Linked DNA regions of Gossypium arboreum: region 2 is linked to region 1. A link is a contact called in public Hi-C data. All regions are on one chromosome and are shown on one strand. The core of a region is the stretch at or near the end of the contact, and the rest is flanking DNA. Distances in the headings are between cores, read along the strand shown. Region 1 holds the start of LOC108482925. Region 2 holds the start of LOC108480262 (F-box protein At5g46170).

Region 1 (6,422 bases), core at 1,185-3,684:
AAGAGGGAAACAGCCTGGAGAATCTCACATTTTGATTCATCCAGTGAAGTGAAAGCCCCTTTGGTGGTAGACATGAACTAGAATTTTCTTGAACTCTGAAGTTGTGCATAAAGTGTTTTAACGGTCTTGAGGCATGTCATTGATAAGTCACCTGTTAAATCCCATTGTTTACTGGTCCTATTTTGCTTAAAATGAAATTTTAGTTCTTGATGCAGTGTGGTTGATATTCACTGATACGATCATACAAAAAGTTTAGACCGACAAATCTAATAGAATATGTTCCATTATGTGGAAGTCTTGGATTATGCGTCAACTTACAAAATACATAACCTTGAAAGTTAAAGTGGTTGCAATTTCCTCTAATTACAGGGACTTGTTAAACGGGAAACAAGATTCACATCAAAATGTCCTGCTAATGAGATAATCTCAAAAATAGAAAAAACTGCAATGCCCATGGGTTTTGGTGTGAAGAAAAATAACTACAAGGTTTAATCTCTACCCAGCCTCTTCATTTTGACTGCTGTTTATCGTCTCAAAAAATTACATGGATCAATTTGCAGTTAATATTCATGCTTGCTAATCATGATATTTGATCATTTATTAACAAGTCTACACCTGCTCAGTGAAGCACTGATGCTATTTCTGATGGACACATATTAAACATGATTCCATTTTTGTTTGTGTTTGTCACCAACTCCATTTGGTAATTGTCTTGGTATCAAGCTCTTTCGAATAGAACTGGAGTGTTGCATAGAGAGACTCTGATGTATCTAAATTGAGATGATGTGTAGTCAGTTTAGAACTTTGACTAGAAAATCAGTTTAATTTCCCTGTTTTTCACCCATCTCAGATGAAGCTTCTAGGAGAAAAAACTGGACGCAAGGGTCATTTGGCTGTTACAACAGAGGTACCTCTGTCTCAGTCATAATTGTTTTTGCATAATTTCAGTTTCACCTTGTCTGAAATTGATTGAACATGATTATTAATGATCCTATCTATAACATGTCCCCTGACACTGCCTCTTTTCTTTTTCAGATTTTTCAGGTGGCTCCTTCCCTTTTCATGGTTGAACTTCGAAAGTCTGAAGGGGATACCCTGGAATTTCACAAGGTATTACCCTAATGTCAGTGCTGTATCATTAATGCAGTGGGCACTTTTGTTTAATAATTTGCTGATAACCATGGTCATGTAAAGCCATGCAAAGCATGTCAATTTGATGTTTTCCGATTCTAAGTACACCTGATATATATATTTTCCTCTTTGGTTTGATATTACCTTGAAATAACACTGTTTCCTAAATTTACAGTTCTATAATAATCTCTCTACTGGGCTAAAAGATATTGTTTGGACAACTACAGACAGAGGAAAAGTGGAAGAAAAGGATGGTTAGTATATCGTTCCATCTACAAGAGCGTGCATCTCTTCTGAATTGTCAATCACCTATCCTCCTATGATTTTTTTTTTATTGGAAGGAGAATCTAGATTCAACGTATTTTTGCTGGACTAAGACATAGAGATGTTAATCCCATTAGCTAAGTGGAATCTTATCCCTTCTTTAGGGGAAATATAGGTTATCCTCTGATAGCTTCAGGCTTGACTCTTTTGCAAAATTATTTCAAGTGTGTACAGTATGAATTTAACGTGGATGGCTTGGAGTATGTCAGCAATTAGCAGTTGGGAAAATTTAATTTCTGTTGGAATGATGCAACAATCAAAATAAATTGTATTAAATCTACCTTCCATCATATTGCATGCCAGGGTATTGGATTTTATCTTTATCTATACAAATTTACATTGAATTAAGGTTAGAGATAATATGTTGGTTGGACTTGAGCAAGAGTGTTGTTGATATTGTATGTGTTTGAACATGAGTATGCTTAATTTTTTAAAATATTTTTTATATGTTTAATGTTTTCATATTCCCAGCATGCACCAATGAGTAATGACAAAAATTTTGAACTCTCCTTGTTTTTGGGTTTTTATTTGAGTCCTTCAATGATTGCAGGGTGTGCTGCTGGGTCTTCTCCACCCAATGACGGGCATTCCCAGTCGCAATGCGCTATCCGTTGATTTCTATTGGGCGAACTGTCAGTCACCGGCGGCTATTAAAAAAAATATATATTTATCTTGTTCTTCGATAGAGGTTGCTAGAAACTTAAGCTTGTGTAAAAGAAGGCACTACTATATACTCATACCAGCTATATATTTGCTTCTGTATAATATGCCTCAAATGTGATGTTCCTATCAACTGAATTTGTGAATAAATAAAATGGGGAAAAGAAAAGCAAAAGAAAATCTGTTGTTTCACTTTATTTCTTTCTTTAATTCTTTTTCCCAAATATCTTTCTATATTTATCACATAACTATTTTTACAAAGTTTCGTAGAATAAAACGTGTAAGCCTTTAAAGAAGATTGAAGTGTCGTTGATATCCTCCTAATTTTTGCTTATAAAATAAAATGAAGGCCTAAACAAGTAAAAGCGAGGTTAAGGATTGAAGCCCATACGCTCGCGTTACGCGCGTCTGGCAACTATATACACGATGTAAAAGGCAGCTGACAATGTCAATTATTCGGGTTTCGAGTTCGACTCACTTGGTCTCTGCTTTCGAAATCAAATTATTGCCGTAACATTTACTTTTTTCTTAGGCCAAAAGGAAGAGGAGGGAAGGGTCTGCAATGAGAGAAGAGGTTATTAGCTCTGGTGGGACCATAGATCCCACACCTGCTGCGAGGTACCAATTCTCACCTCTCTTTCTCCCTCCCCCATTGTCATCTCAATTCTCAAATTAGGGTTTTCTTTCGCAATCCTTCATTTTTCAGGTGAAAGTGGGGGTTTGTTTTCTGTTCTTCTGTGTGAATTTTAGGGATAAGGTTAGGTTTCTATTGGGTGTGTTTGGCTGCCGGGAAAAGCGACGCGAGAAGAAGACTGAGGGATTAATTGTCCTGGAGAGTGGAAAATTATTGAGATTTAGTTAAAGAAAGGTTTTTGGTTGCCGGGAAAGTGAGGAACAAGTAATGAGAGGATGGGTTCGGCTAAAGATATCCTAATTTTGAGTTTAGGCGCATTTTCTCTCGAACACGAAAATGGAAAAAGAAAATTGAAAAGAAAAGATTAAAGTCAGTTTTTGGTTTTGACGGTTCACTGGGTTATTTATAATTTTTCTCAATTTCATCCCTTCTATCTTGTTTTTCAATTTTTCTCTCAAGCTCAACTAAATGTATTTTGAAGCTGTAATTTTTAAATAGCTATTAAGGACCCGAAATAAATGAGGGTATTTTTACTGTTGCAAAAATTGTTGGTCTAGTTTCAAGTTATGTAAAGGAAGAGCAGAGTAGAAAAGCCTTGATGATCTAGAAATGATACCGTTTATCATTTCTATGCTTGTTTTGCTACGTGCTAAGTCCTTAATTACCTTGTTATGTGGCTACTTACCTTTAAGGGTGGGACCAATAGAGGATGGAAACTGGCTCCACGTCCACTAGGAATATACCATTAATTATCAGGATAGTCATTTCCTGTTAAAGAAACTGACTTATACGAGGGATTTGTTAATATACAGTGTGAGGAGGTGTGGATATGCCTGTTCCATTTATTTTATATGAAACAGTTATATAGATGATGTTCCATTAGGAGTTCAATATATATATATTTATGCTACTTTTCCTTATCAGTTCTGCTGGTGCATCCTCCCCTGCTGTTCCAACAAATGTCGGCAGTGTTGACTGGTCTGGTCATGGCCAAAATTCCAAAGCAGCTTCTCAATCTTGTGTCGGATCCCAAGCCCAATGGATTTCATGCCATTCTACTGCTGGTGGGTCTGCTCTTGGATCTTCAAGAACTTCATGCCGACCATGGGAAAGAGGAGATCTTCTCAGGCGATTGGCTACATTTAAGCCTGTGAATTGGTTTGGGAAACCTAAGGTATGCTTTTGATCTGGGATCTTCTTTGTGTACATTTACTAGTGGATACACTTTCAAATACAAAGTTTCAAGTTTTTGCTTAGAGCTAATGCGTTTCATCTGTGTTGAGTTTAATACTTACGAGATTCAGTATTCTTTTAGTTATAGAGTCTGATTAATATGATCTTAAGGCATACTGCTCCTTTCAAATGAATTGTAGGTTACAAGCTCATTGTCTTGTGCTCGGAGAGGTTGGATAAACATAGATGATGATAAAATTGCATGCGAAACATGTGGGGCATGCCTGAATTTTGCTTCCTCCCCATCCTGGGCTACTTCTGAAGGTTAGCTGCTGTAATTCCATTATTTGCTTTTCGCAGTTCAGCTCCCTAGGAAAATATAATCATTGTAGTGTGATCATCACAAAAACTTGAGCATTTCAAGGTATTTGATGCTTTCAGATATGCTTAATGATATATAGAAAACAGATGAGCAACACTGTGATAAGAGGACTGATAAATAGAACTTAGTTTCTGGACAGTTATGATTTTCTTTATCCTTTAAACGAATTGTGCTATTAGGAACTATAATTCATTGCCTTCCTAAGAAATGATTTATAGCAATAAATTGACATTGTTGTAGCTAAGAAACATAAGTTACAGGAAACATTAATGTTTGTGTGTTTGTATATTTTTCTAAGTGATTGCTTCTAAATGCTTGCTTCTGCTTTCATTCACTTTCTTTAGATCAGCAACGTGAATGATGAATTGAGCCATTTATGCTTGTTTTAGTCTTACTTGATGTTAAATTAGGTTTTACTTATTATTATGGTAGGTTGATTGCTTAACAATTGTTCTGGTTTCTGTACCATAGAAATAGAACTGAACATTTTGGGTGGTTTGCTGTCATGAAATTAATATTGTGGATGATGATATTGATACACACTGCTTTGATCTCTCCTCTTTGCCTTCTCTCAATTGCTATTGATATTTATCTTTTTTCTGGGGGGTTTTCATTTCTGAAGCTGAGGATGCTGGTCAGGCCTTTTCCAAGCAGCTGGATGTTGGGCACAAGGTTGCTTGTCCTTGGAGAGGAAACAGCTGTCCAGAAAGCTTGGTTCAATTCCCTCCAACACCTCAGTCTGCTCTAATTGCAGGATATAAGGATAGGTGTGATGGACTTATGCAGTTCCAGTCTCTTCCTGTAGTAGCAGCATCTGCAGTGGAGCATATGCATGTCTCTCGAGGTCCACAACTTGATCGCCTTCTATATCAGTTGCAGAATCATATGGCAGAGTTTGAGTCCAGATCAGAGAGTATACTGGAAGCTGATAATGCTCGAGATGGTGCATTTTGTCTATATTCTCGTGTAAGATATTCTAATGATGTTCTATCTGCTGGTAATTGGTAATGTTTCAATGTTCTTATGTGCTTTAGCTTTTTGCAGTCACAGAAGCTCATTAGCTTGTGTGGATGGGAACCAAGATGGCTTCTAAATGTTCAAGACTGTGAAGAGCATTCGGCTCAATCAGCTAGAAATGGATGTTCTTTTGGCCCTAACACGACTCAAGTCCATCGTTCGCAGGATCCTGGACCGAGCAAAAATGCTCTCATTGCTTCTGGCAAGGATAGTGGAAAAAATAAATTGATAGTTGTGGAGTCTAGATCTGAATACAGGTCACCTTTGTTAGACTGTAGCTTATGTGGTGCTACTGTCAGGATATTGGATTTCTTAACTGTTCCTCGACCTGCTCGTGTTGCTCCCAACAACATTGATATCCCTGATACAAGCAAGAAAATGGGATTGACTCGTGGAGTAAGTGCAGCCAGTGGAATTAGTGGTTGGGTTGCCATTGATGATCCAGAGAAAGAACCAACTGAAGACCGTGATGAAGTGGGAACAACTGATGAGAGAAATTTGATGCAAAAAACAGATGTTGAATTGAATCTTACAATGGCTCGGAGTTTGTCTTTCAGTCAGTTGGGTAGAGCCGCAACATCCAGAAATATGAATGATGCAGATATGGGACGGGATCTAATGATCGGGCAACCATCAGATAGTGAGGTTGGTGATCGAGCTGCTTCTTATGAATCACGGGGTCCTAGTTCTTGCAAGCGAAGCTTGGAGATAGGTGCCAGTTCAGAGGACAGACCACAGTTACGCCCGCAGCAAGCTGATAGTGTTGAAGGAACTGTCATCGATCGTGATGGTGACGAAGTCACTAATGCCAGACAATATTCTGCTGGGCCTTCAAAACGAGCTCGGGATTCAGATATTTTTGATACTTACTGCTCACCATATCCAAGAGACTCCTCTGATGCGGGTCCTAGCCATGCAATGGGTTGTGAAACTTCTGTAGATGGCAACAAAGTTGCTCTGTTTAGGCAAGGAAGCAGCCATGTTATTGGAATACCATCAGCCAGAGATTCAACGCGTGCATCCTCTGTCATTGCAATGGATACTGTGTGCCACAGTGCAGATGATGACTCCATGGAAAGTGTTGAAAATTATCGTGGAGAT
Region 2 (6,422 bases), core at 1,490-3,989, 300 kb before region 1:
TCACCTGATGATATTGTAGATGACAAGAAAACATAAGGTAAATTTTATATTTATATTTTGTACTATGCAAATGAGATGAGTAAGAAAAGGAAAGAACAATAAGTATTCAAATGACTTATATCATGAAAATTATGAAAAAGGAACGAAAAGAAAATGTTAATTGAAGTATGTCTATGTTCATGAAATTGATGATTTCAAGTGAGGTATTTCATGTTTAATGACTTATCTTATGTTAATTCAAGTGGATTATGAATTGATGCGTTAACATGTATTGTTGATGATGCTTAGGCTTGTGCCAAGCTATTGGTTGGATTGTATTATGTTAGCTTTTTAACATATGCATTGGAATGGTAAATGACCAAATGGAAAGATGCTTATGTGTATGAAAGAGTGGTAAGAATCAATGTATGTAATTTCTTATGAAATGGCTTAATGTGCAATCGATTTTAAAAGAGTTATGCTTAAATGCACTAGCTTGTGGCTATGGTTAATGTTATGTTTATATCTTGTATGTTATACAAATGAAATGGGTGAGAATAGGTAATGAAATGATAAGTTCATAGTTGTGATGTAATGTGATGAAATAAAATGATTGTTGAGTTAAAGGACTTACTTGTAAGGAAGAAAGTTACTTATGCTATATGTGAATTCACTTATGTCATGAATAAATATACTAATTCGTGAGTTAATAAAGTAATTAAGCATATGCTAAGAAAATGGAATGGTAAGAATGTTAAATGAAATGGTTCACTATTTTAAGGAAAAGTTGATAAATATGTAAGTCAATCTATGAGAATTTATTATGTTATGAATGAAAGGTGTATATGATGTTTATAAATATACTCAAATGTGAGTTGAATGGTGCTCAATAGGTTTATACCAAGTTTAAAGTATTGGTGTTAATCTATGTATTTTAGTATTGAAATAATAAGTTATGTTTCAAATATTTGCAAACTTACTAAGCATTCATTGCTTATGTGGTTACCTTTCTCTTACATTTCAGATTATCAGAAGCTCAATCGGGTTGGAAACTAGTCAGGGATTTATCACACTATCTAGTGATTATATCGGTTGTTTTTAATGTCTTGATCAAGGTTATAATGACAAGTATAGGTGGACTTGTGTTTGATGAACTAGTTGTTATGTTTGACTTGTAAATATGGTAATATGGTTGGTGTTTTTATTGCCAAATTGATGCATGGTTTAAACGACTAAAATGGTATGTGTTGGCATGGTTGAAATGTGGTCAATTAGGTTATGTGTTGATATGGAATTTAGTTAAAGTTGTTTGGATGAGACATGGTCATTTTGATGCAAATGTAAGTATGAATGCTTGGTTGTGTTTGAGGTGCCTAAATGACATATTGGTTAAATGGACTTATGGTATATTGAAATGGTCTTATTATGCATATTTTGGCATGTTTTGGTGCCTTGATCATAGGTTTACTTGGCTTGTAGGTACTTGTTGAAATTGGGTGAAAGAAAAGGCTTGATTTTGACCTATTTCTTGTCCACACAGCCTAAGACACGGACGTGTGTCTCAGTCGTGTGTGACACACGGCCAGGTGACACGATCATGTGTCCCCTGTAGGTTGTTAATGGTTGCTTTTCGAAAGTTGCATGACCTAGCACACGACCTGGCTTATGAGCGTGTGAGGCCATTTCGAAAGATACACAGCCTGGCACACAGGCGTGTAGCTTGGCCGTGTGACCCAAGTCAGAGAGTTACACGGGCACAGACACGGGTTGGAACACGATTGTGTGTCTCTATATTGACTGTTACCCGGCCTGAGACACAAGCGTGTGTCTCAGCTGTGTGACTCACACGGCCTGGCCACACGGTCGTGTGACTCCTACAGTTTAAATTTTTTGACTTTTTCCTAAACTTTCTGATTGTTTTCGGTTTAGTCCCGAATCGTTTCTAAAGTGATTCTAAGGCCTTGAAGGCTTGAATAAAGGACGATATGCATGTATTTGATTGAATTATGATATGGTTTATCTAATGTTTGGAAATGAATGTTTTATGTTACAATTGTACAGTGATGCTCCATAACCCTATTCCGACGATAGATACGGTTTAGGGATGTTACAATCACCATATAGTAAAAATTATATTAAAATCTTAGGAGGATTTAGAATGTTGGAAACATATAAGAAAATTTGGGAAATTGTTCAATATGTTTGCATAAATATTTGTATAAATTGAAATGATTTGAACATATATGGTAAATTCAACTCAATGGATAATAGTTGAAGGAATATTATAAAATGATAAAAAAATACCCATATGCATTTTTATAAAATGACCATGATCAAAGTTTGCTTATTATTGTTAGAATTCCTAAAAAAATCAAAATATATTTTTCCAAAGTTCTTCCTCACTCATAACATTTTTCTTTTTCGCTTTGCTAAGAATTTTTTTCCACAAGATTTTTTTTATCGAGGCACATTATCTAATAATAAACACTTAAGAGGAAATGTTATTAAATCTTAGGACTCTAATGTCCATTAGAAATAAAATTTTATATCCTGTATACTTTTTATGTTTATAAATATAGACTTTGAGGAAGTTTTATAACATCGTATTGATGAATAATTAAGAGTTCTTTTGCTTCCTTTATTTCTTTTGTTGTCTTTATTATTTATTTGATAAAAATGTTATTTATTTATATGATTAAATTAAATAAATAAATAAAAATCATAAATAAATAAATAAATATTGATGATGAATTAATGTTATTGGTTTCAATTGCTTCCGCGCAGTTAAAACAAAGATGGACAAAGTTAACGTTGTGTGTGTTCTTTTTTCCGGTCCCGTTCGCACCTTTCTTCTCTTTCTGTAACGCGAATCCTCTCTTCCTCTCTCTCTCTGTGAAAAAGACAAAAACCTTGCAAGTATCTCATCCTTCCATTTCCATCCTACTCCGCCCTATCTCCCTTCCCTTCCCTTAAAAACGATAGGTTTACCCTCAGCCCACCCCCAGATCTAACCCCTTTTCTCCTCCCAACCAGATAATCCCATTTAGAGAAACGAAAAATGTGTCCGGTTCGTTCAGATCCCATCCACAGATTCCATCCCCTGCCACTCGATCACTTCGACCGTCTTCCCGACTCTCTCCTTCTTTTAATCTTCAACAAGATCGGCGACGTTAAAGCTCTCGGCCGATGCTGTCTTGTCTCCCGTCGTTTCCATTCCCTCGTCCCTCAAGTTGAAAACGTTCTCGTTCGTGTCGATTGTGTCATCTCCGACGACGATTCTTCCCCTTCTTCCTCATCCTCCGACAAGTCATGTCCCGCCGGTCCCTTCTCCAACCTCTTGCGTCTCGTCTTCGGAGGCATTGTTAAACCCCTTCAAGCTTTGGGTCAATTCCTCGGTCCTAAACGCTCCCTTCTCGATGAAACGCTTAGCGCCCCTTCCACTTCCTCATCCGTCGGTCGCGCCGCTGATGATGATGATCCCGAAATGGGCCAAACTGGTGTCACCCACCATTCCCCTACTCAAGTGCTTAGAAATTTCAACGAGATTCGTTTCCTCCGAATCGAATTACCCAGCGGCGAGTTAGGGATTGACGATGGAGTTCTGTTGAAATGGAGAGCAGATTTCGGATCAACCCTTGATAACTGCATCATCCTTGGAGCTGCCTCCGTTATTAATGACGTGCATTCGCAAGTACCGGAGTATGGCAACGATGGGTTTTGCAGCAACAATTGCATTACCGGCAACGGTGATGATAATGGGAGTATTCCAGAGTCGTTTTATACCAATGGAGGCTTGAAATTAAGGGTTGTTTGGACGATTAGTTCGTTAATCGCAGCATCAGCAAGGCATTACTTACTTCAACCGATAATTGCGGAGCATAGGACGCTGGATACCTTGGTTTTAACCGATGCGGATGGACAAGGGGTGCTTCGTATGAACAGGGAACAGCTTGAGGAGTTGAGAGTCAAGCCATTATCGGCTTCTTCAGCTTCAAAAAGGACGCAGGTGCCGGCATTGAATATGAGGCTTTGGTATGCCCCTCATTTGGAATTGCCTAACGGGGTTGTATTAAAAGGTGCTACTTTAGTTGCAATTAGGCCCAGTGAGCAATCTGCTTCTAGAAAAGAGGTCTCCGATGCTTCTTGGTTATCAACTGCTTTCGAAGAGCCTTATGGGACTGCTGCGAAGATGCTGATTAAGAGAAGAACGTATTGTTTGGAGATGAACTCCTTTTGATACCCTGCAACGGTAAAACTCTCACATGCTTGAAATACTTGTCTATGCTGATTAATTTGTTACATAAGCGGCTTTATGTTCACCGTTAGTCCTTTAGATATATGGTTTTAAAATATAAATATGCTGTTGAATCTTGATGTCTTCTGGTTCTATTATGATCGTTTTGATTTGTATAATTCATTGTGAATTAGAGGGGAGAGCAAACATGATTATGCTAGGAAACATCTCGGAATGCATGCGCTGCCTGAAATCTAACTAGCATGCCTTAGCATCTTCATTCCTTTTTTGAGTTTTGGATCTGCATTCATATGGTTTATCTATTCATCTATTCTGAATTCAAAGTTCATTTTGCATTGATCAGGGAGAGCAGTCAAGCACAAGGGTCAAGGGGAAGTTCATTTTGCATTGATCAGGGAGAGCAGTCAAGCACAATGGTCAAGGGGAAGAAGATAGCATGCTTTTTGAAAGCTGATGACCAAACAACAATTTTGTTACATGTTGTAGCTTAATCTCGGTGCTGTGTCCTATGGAAGCAAAACCTTGGTTGGGATCGCCAGTGAAAGCAATCCATGAATGTTGATAATGCACTGCAAGCGTTTTGGCTTTTGTGCTTCAACTGATAGCCTAATGCACTTGCTGCTTGTTTTTATTTCCGGCATATGCTTGTAAGAGTGCACACCTGTGATCAGATTGATGTTGTAAGAGCTTTGAATTTGTAGCCCTTTAACTCTGATCCCTCTTTTATGTGTATATTGTAGGTATGAAGATGTGATGCTTTATGTTATATACTTGTGAAGTTCATAAAGAAATGTTGTTTGCAACTTAGCTTTTAGCTTTCGTTGGATAAACTTATTGTAATTTTTTCAAAGTTAAATGGATACTTTATGGTCACAATCTTGGCAAATTCAGTTTAAGCAGATGCTGCAGACGCCTGGTAGCGGTTGGAACTTGGATGTTGCTGCGGCTGTTATTCCATTCCATTAGTTGTGATACAAATCCAGGTGATGATAAATCGATATGTGCCACTTTGAACAACTTAAGTGGTGAAAGGGATCTTGGTGTGGTATTAGTCAAACTGGATTTTTGAGTCTTGTATATTGTTTAGCTCATTATGTGTTTAAATGTTAATTCAATTTGCAATATATAAAATGTGCATTTTGATCGAGTTCTGGTTAATTGATTCATGTTCCAGTGAAGCCTGTCCGGCCCAATGTGATTAAAGATTGATTATTATATGTGGAACATAAATTGTCTTCTATGCTAGACTTAGATGTATATTATATGTTTATGGGTTTGGAAACAACCAGTAGAGTTCCCACATTTGATTTTCCTCATCATACATGAGAGAGAAAGAGACAGATGAATCAATTTCTTTGATTTTTTTTTTTTTAAATTTTCATATTTATTTCATACCGTTGGGGGGTGTTGGTATGACATTTGGCAATAAAAGATTGTGGGGATCTGGCTGAGGCTGTACCAAAAATATGAGTAGCCATTTTCATCCTCTTGTTTTAAAATATTGATTGAATGGCCAAGTTTTTGTTTTATTTATTTATTTATTTATTCATATTCAATAACATAATTAAGGTTCAATTAGCTGGCTCTGCTCCTTGCTTTTATCATGAACTTTCTTCCATTTCATACTTGCGTGAATCAATCGTCCTTCAAAAAGAAATTACGCTTAATCAAGTATTGAAGAGTATCTCAAATACTCGCTTTAACTTCGGCCTTGATTATTTATTTTATTTAAGATTACGGAACATATGAGGAAATGAAGGCTCACATGCTTATATGGAAAGGATATAAAAAAGAGGATGGGAAATGGAAATCCTTGCATCAGTATATAAAAAAAAAAAAGAAAAAAAAAAGAAAAGAAAATTCACCTATTCCAAAAGAAGAAAAATACACTTTAAATTTTCTACTAAACTAATATCTAAAGTGAGCATTTTTAATCATTGTTTCTCACTGAATTAGGGGTGGGCTCTTATGATCAATATTAAAATTTAATCGGTATCATTAGACAATAATTAAGCTTTTAAAATACGTATATTAATGAATTATTCTCCCTTTTTTTTTTCTAAATTCAGTAAAATAATCCATTTAAATGCAGGTGTTTTGTAAAATAAGTAGTTCTTAATATATACTTAAGAAAACTGGACCCTTATCATCATCATCATCATCATCAAACCAGTCCTGATTTCAGTTT

The links. A called contact is a pair of places that touch in the nucleus more often than the background predicts.
Region 2: a Hi-C map of leaf shows a contact between it and region 1, with 2.9 times the contacts expected there. The contact joins the promoter of LOC108480262 here to the promoter of LOC108482925 in region 1. A contact is called at or near these places in 2 of 5 Hi-C or Micro-C datasets (both in leaf).

The regions. Positions count from the first base shown.
Region 1 is chr6:20,272,927-20,279,348 of ASM2569848v2, reverse strand. LOC108482925 reads left to right here and starts at 2,434. Exons shown (of 9, transcript XR_001870979.2): 1 at 2,434-2,733; 2 at 3,674-3,923; 3 at 4,123-4,246; 4 at 4,927-5,270; 5 at 5,349-6,422. It overlaps LOC108482926 (CBL-interacting serine/threonine-protein kinase 23-like), which reads left to right. Exons shown (of 16, transcript XM_053029834.1): 12 at 370-486; 13 at 851-907; 14 at 1,036-1,110; 15 at 1,307-1,385; 16 at 2,006-2,295. The coding sequence ends at 2,070.
Region 2 is chr6:20,574,878-20,581,299 of ASM2569848v2, reverse strand. It overlaps LOC108480262 (F-box protein At5g46170), which reads left to right and starts at 2,739. Exons shown (of 2, transcript XM_017783185.2): 1 at 2,739-4,228; 2 at 4,578-5,110. The coding sequence starts at 3,038. The coding sequence ends at 4,216.